2 separate regions of the Sus scrofa genome follow, and region 1 is linked to region 2. A link is a contact called in public promoter capture Hi-C data. All regions are on one chromosome and are shown on one strand. The core of a region is the stretch at or near the end of the contact, and the rest is flanking DNA. Distances in the headings are between cores, read along the strand shown.

Region 1 (2,727 bases), core at 221-2,720, 300 kb before region 2:
AAAACAGAAGTTCTGCAAAGGGGACAGAGCTCAATTTCTTGCACTATTTAGGGAGAGGCGGGGCTTCGGTTTTGGAAAAGGAACTCCCAAAGGGAGCGTGAATTAGAAAAGACCAGAAACCTCAGTGACCCGATCTCACCCACTAATGCCCATCACCGACATTTCTGGCAGCTTCCGGAGAGTCCTCGCATAGCTGCCTCTTCATTTAGCGTTCCGTGATGCAGAGGAGAGGGAGCTCAGGCTACTCGTTTCTAGTCCAAACCGTGCCACGTTCTGCTCGAGCCCCTGGGCGAGTCGCCTTACCAGTCTTTGCGCCTTTGTTTCCTCATCTGTAAAATGGGGCGAGGGTCGGAGGAGAGGGCTTGTAGAAGCCCTTTGGGCTCGGACATTGCTGGGTCCTGGATTCTCCATACTGCACGCCCCCTCCTCCACAGTGCCCCCTCCCCGCCCCGCCTCCACCCGGCCCTAACTCCACCCCCACCCAACAGCTTCTCCCCCGACGCTGGCCGCTAGGGGTCACTGCCTCCCTTTGTCAGCGACAGAGGAGGGCGGCTGGCCCTCCGGCCCTCTTCCCCGCGGAAAGGCGACCGAAGGGGCATCTCCCGAGCCATTGGGCCTGAACGCGACCCCACGGCCCTCGCTGGGGACCCGCCTCCGTCTCGGGCCGGAAGGTGTGCGCGGTGAGGCGGAGGCCGGGGCCAAGCGCGGGCCGCGCGTGGGAGCCAGGAGGGGGTTAACGCCAACCCCTCCCGCTCGGGCTGACATCACGGGGAGAGCGGCTGAGAGGCTGGAGCTCGGCGAGTGAGAGAAAGAGAGGGAGAGGAGCAAGCGAGGCTCTACTCGGCGCCCGAGCAGCTCCACATTGTTGCGGATCGCCGGGATCCGGCACAGCGAGCCGCAGCAGCGCGGCAGGGACGCGGCACCCCCGGCTTGCTCTTCTCCCGCGGAGCCGCACCGCCAGATCGCCCCCTCCGCCTGGGCCCCGAGCTCACCGCGCCACTCGACCCGCCGCCCTCGCTTGTCCCGCCGCCCTCGGAGGACGGCCGGCCATGGATGCCTGCAAGTTGGAGCCGAGCGGGAGAGTGTGAGAGCGCCGGGGGCCGGGAGCCCGCGCCGCGCAGCGGGGCAGCCGGGCGCGCCGGGGGTGGGTCCCTCTCCCCAGGCCGGCTTTGCGTGGAAGAAGAGGGCGGGGACCGGCGCGGGGAGGAGAGCAGAGGAGGAGAAGGGGGCATGACTCGTGCAACTTGCGGCGGGCATCTGCCGAGCCTCTGAGCCGGCGGCGGCCCGGGGCCCGGATTGCGGCCGCGCGGATCCCACCCAGCCCACCCCGCCCCGGCCGACGGCTGAGGCTGACCTGGATCCTCCGAGAACCCGCCGGCCGGCAGGGATCGCCTTCGTCTTCCGGGCTGCTTTCTGGAGAGCGAGGAGCGCTCTCCTCGCGGCTCCTCTCTCCGGACCCCCGGACCCCGATGGCTCGGATGGGGCTTGCGGGCGCCGCTGGACGCTGGTGGGGACTCGCTTTAGGTTTGACCGCCTTCTTCCTCCCAGGTAAGCGCGTTCCGCCTCTGCTTTCCACCCCCCCCCCCCTTCCTCCCATCCACTGCCTCCCAGGGGCTGGGAGCTGGATGGCGGGCACGTCAGGGTTGTAGGGAGTGAAAGGAGCCAGAAAAGTTGGGTCACGGCTTAGGTAAGGGGGGTGCGGGTGGCACGGCGGAGAAAGAGAGGTCGAGGAACCGAACAGCCAGCCCTGCAGGGAAGCAGTCGGATGCACGTCTCTGTATAGCAAGAAAGCACTTTCTCCGCGCAGTTTTTCACACAAAAATAATAATATGTAATAGCGTTCTATTTATTTAATAACCAGCTCTCAGCTCGGGAAGCAGTTTGGAAACACTGCATGTTACATAAATGCAAAATAATCACCGTAATCACCGTCTCGGGGTACGAGACAACAGCCCCAGGGGGAGGGCGTCAGTCTCGGCGCTGGTGGGCTCTGGGCTTGGAGGATGGCAGGGGGGCTTCGTTTCTCCAGTCCGCCCATTTGCCAGGCTGTTCCGGGCGCTTGAGCCCCCTCCCGCACCGCGTCGCCCCACCACCGGCGCGGAGAGCCGGCTCCTGCGGCAGAGGCGGCTTCTCGCTCACCTGCGGTTCCTTCCCCGGAGGGTGAGGCCCGGGCCGCGCGGGATCGCAGCCTCCCCGCCTTGCGCGGGGCTGGGCTTAGCCTCGGAACTCCAATCCCAGTTTGGTGGGCTCTCCCCGGGAGAGGCGCTGCGGGCTTCGTGCCAGCCAGGTGGCTGCATGACCCACTTTCCCGAGGGTGCCCCTCGTGTCCTTCCTCGAGATGCTGGCGGCCAAGGGGTTAACCCGACGCCCGACCCCAGGGGTGGCCCGCGGTGGCCTCGCTGACGGGTGGGGTGGGGGCGGAGGCTGGGACCGGCCCCGGGCGTATTGTGCTGGGGAATGAACTGGAAAATGCGTTTAGGAGGCAAATCCGACCGAGTCCCCTTGCCTGGATTTAACCCTTTGTGTCCCCGGGGAACCTGCCCAGCTCCCACGGTAGCTAACGACACCAGCGCAGGTCCCGGCAGGAACTGGGGGCGAGGAGGGGGCATTCCTCCAGCCTTGGTGGAAGAAACCTGAGACAACCTCCCGCCTTAGCTAGCAGGGGCCTTGGAGGGGGGCGGGGTAGGGTGGGGGCTTGCCTGGAGCACGTGGCCCTGGCCTTAGGTG
Region 2 (3,115 bases), core at 34-2,533:
TGGATTCTGGCAACCTTTGCCTCAATTCTATTGTGAATTCTCTTTGGCTCAAGGCCCTTCATGAATATGCATGCACCCTTAGCTTTAAACTTCCCCAATTTTGCTGTTCCAGGATACACTGCTTGGGGAAAGACACCGCCGTGCACACGCGCGCGCGCGCACACACACACACACACACACACACCCTGCCCCGGTGTTCTTCTTACTTGCTACAAGTAATAAATTTTACCTTCTTCCAATCTTTGGCTTGGTTGTGTCTTTTGGCTTGAAGCCCACCAAGAGGTGAACCCAGTTTTCAGGTAACACTAAGGAACAATTAAAGAGTTGAAATCCAGAAGGGATTTGTCCTGGACAAGAAGCGGGACACTTCTTTCACTGCTCTTGGAGCAGAGGGAACACTGGATTTGGATATATTTGTAGGAAGAACTTTAAGTGTTTTCCTCCTGATTGCTTCTAGTTTCTCTGGGAAAGAGAAGACAAGAAGGGACTTCAGAGTGATGATGGGCAGAAATACCAGCCTTGCATAAGAACAAGAGAAGCAGCTAAGGGCACGAAAGGATTGATGGTCCAGGTGAAATTGAAAACCTGGACTTGCCCCGGCACCAATCTACATGGCTATGCGGTTTTCTTCACCACCGCAGTGTAAGTAGAGAAAGGTTATACACAAAGAAAAGGAGCGGCAAAAATTCAAATTTCCTTTCGGCTTTTTCTGAAAAGACAAAAGAGAATCCTTCCATTGACTCAGTGCCTCCGTTCACCCAGTCAAGGGGTCATCACTAATCACTGGTCTCCTGTTACTGAGTGGAGAGTCTTAAAGAGTAGAGAAAAAAGAGAAGAGGCAAAAAAACAGGTCCGCTCCTGGTCGGGTGGGAAGGAGAGGAACATTTAGCCTTCCCTAAATACTAAAAGCTGCTATATATGCCCTGGGACTCAACTTCTGACCCTTCCCCCCAAGACGCTTCCTCTTTCCCAGTACCTTACACCTCTCCCGTCGTGCCACATTCTTGCCGCATTGGGACCCTTCTCGTTGTGCTCCACCCCGCCTCCAAACTCACCTTTCCTTCACGTGGCTCTCTGTATATATCGGTCGCCTGGGAGACCCTGGCCGGGCGGAGTCTAATGACGCCACAATAGCAAAAAGCCAATAGCCGTGATGCGTCTCAGTGACGCGAAACGCGGGGTGTGACTTTGACGGCCCCGGCGCAATGAGGCAGCTGCCCGCTGGGTGGCGCCGATTTCCCGGGGAGGTCCTCTCTGGGCCCCCGGCGGAGGTGGGGGAGAGGCGGGCTGGAGCGGAGACCAGGGAGCCCTCTGCGTCAGCTGCTGCTCACTGCGCCGCTCCAGTACCAGTCAGGACTCACCCGCAGCTCCATGCTTGTGCCCGGCTCGACTCGTCCATCCTCGGAGAAGAGGCAGGTACCTGCCACCTGTCGGATACTGGGGAGGGGTGATGCGGAGGGCAGTGTTGTTTGAGGCTCAGAAAGTGAGGTGCCAACGACAGGCTGGGCAGAATGGGCACTAGAAATGTAGGGCGAGTTCCAGCTGCGCTGAAGATCTCCAGCTGTGGGTACCAGTTGTAGGGGGGAGGGGGGGCACCAGCTGACAGCCCAGGGTGCCAGGAAGAGCCATCTGTGCGCTAATCAGTGTGTTCTACGGAAACGCTGCTTGGGCAGGTCCAGGTCTCTGAGCCCTGGGTGGGATGTGGCTGAGAGTGACGCCTGGACACTGACAATCCTTTCCCCACGTGTGCGAGCAGCTCATTTACTCCCTCTGTCAAAGCTCCTGGGGGCTGTCTCTGGTCGGTTTGCCAAAGGGGGTGGGGTGGGGGGAGGGTAGCATTTAAGTGGAAGGGGAGATTTTCCACCAATCCCAAACCAGAAAGAGGCATCTTTGAAATCTTCACCAATCCCAAACCAGAAGCAGGCACGCGGTGCTCTAAGGCTAGTAACTTATATTTAACAGCCAAAGGGAGCCCTGGCCAATCCATTCTAGTTGTCCTCTAAGGAGTGAGCATCTACCTCCTGACCTGGCTGCTCTTCGAATGGGGCCGAGTTGGAGATCCTGCTGCTGCTCGCCTCCCCAGGCACAGGCATGAGAAGGTCCCCCAATGAGAACCCAAGGAAAAGGAGAGCTGGTTGAGCTGGGGTTGGATCAGCCACCCCTTCTCTGATGCTGTAGATAATGTCAAGCCGGGGTCGGAATGAGGACTGGAATGAGGGCCGGGGACAAGGGCGTCCTCTGAAGTGCATCATCAGGACCGGAGCTGAGTCAGTAGCCTCTGCTGAGACAGGGTGGAGGCCCCATCTTGGGTACTCCCAGTCCTCAGGGAGAGCCATCGAGAAACAGGCCAGACAGACTGGGAGCAGACCAGAGCACCAAGAGCCGAGAGGTTAAGAATCCTGCTCCTTCCTCCTGTGACCCTGCCCAGCCAGCCCCACTCCTTGGGCTCCGGGATCCTGAGCACTCCTACAGGTAGAGTGGAACTGCCCCAGAGCAGCTGGGCTTGCTCCCGGGAGCCCCGGGGAAGCTGCACTTGCTGTATTTTTCTAGGCAAAGGAGGAAGGAGCCCAAGAGGGCCCGGCCTTTTGCCGGTGGGTGGACTGGACATCTGGGAATGGGGCAAGCCTCGTTTGCCTTGCCACTTATGGGACACAGACCTGCTCAGAAAACCATGGCATTAGAACAGCACTCCCGCGGGGTAGCCTGGAGGCCCTTTTCTCCCTAGCCAGGTTCCCCCGAGGGTGCTACTACAAAAACTACCTCTAATTATAAGTGGAAGTATTCAATATAGTAATAATTACCATTTATTGAGCTCTTACTAGGTGCCAGGAAATTTACAAATATTATTTAATCCTCACACCTGTGAGGTATAACATTATTATTATTATTATTCCCATTTTACAGACTAAATAAGGTTCAGAGGGCTTAAGGGACTTGCCCACCGACTTAGAGCCAATAAAAGGGAAAGAAAGAATACAAGCCCAGGCTTAGAAGTCCATTATAAATGAGAATGGCCTGGGAACCTGAGGAGGTCTCACCTGCCTTTGTATCCGTGTGCCCTTGAGCACGCTGCTGTCTGCCTCTAGGGCTCTTCCATCTCAAGAGTAAAGCAGGC

The links. Promoter capture Hi-C pulls out the DNA fragments that hold promoters and counts their contacts.
Region 1: a promoter capture Hi-C map of liver shows a contact between it and region 2, with 4 times the contacts expected there. The contact joins the promoter of NECTIN1 here to the promoter of USP2 in region 2. A contact is called at or near these places in 1 of 5 promoter capture datasets (liver) and 3 of 47 Hi-C or Micro-C datasets (embryonic fibroblasts, retroperitoneal adipose tissue and subcutaneous adipose tissue).

What each region holds. Positions count from the first base shown.
Region 1 is chr9:46,889,368-46,892,094 of Sscrofa11.1, reverse strand. NECTIN1 (poliovirus receptor-related 1 (herpesvirus entry mediator C)) reads left to right here and starts at 1,470. Exons shown (of 6, transcript NM_001001262.1): 1 at 1,470-1,548. The coding sequence starts at 1,470.
Region 2 is chr9:46,588,522-46,591,636 of Sscrofa11.1, reverse strand. USP2 (ubiquitin carboxyl-terminal hydrolase 2) reads left to right here and starts at 1,283. Exons shown (of 12, transcript XM_021062972.1): 1 at 1,283-1,412.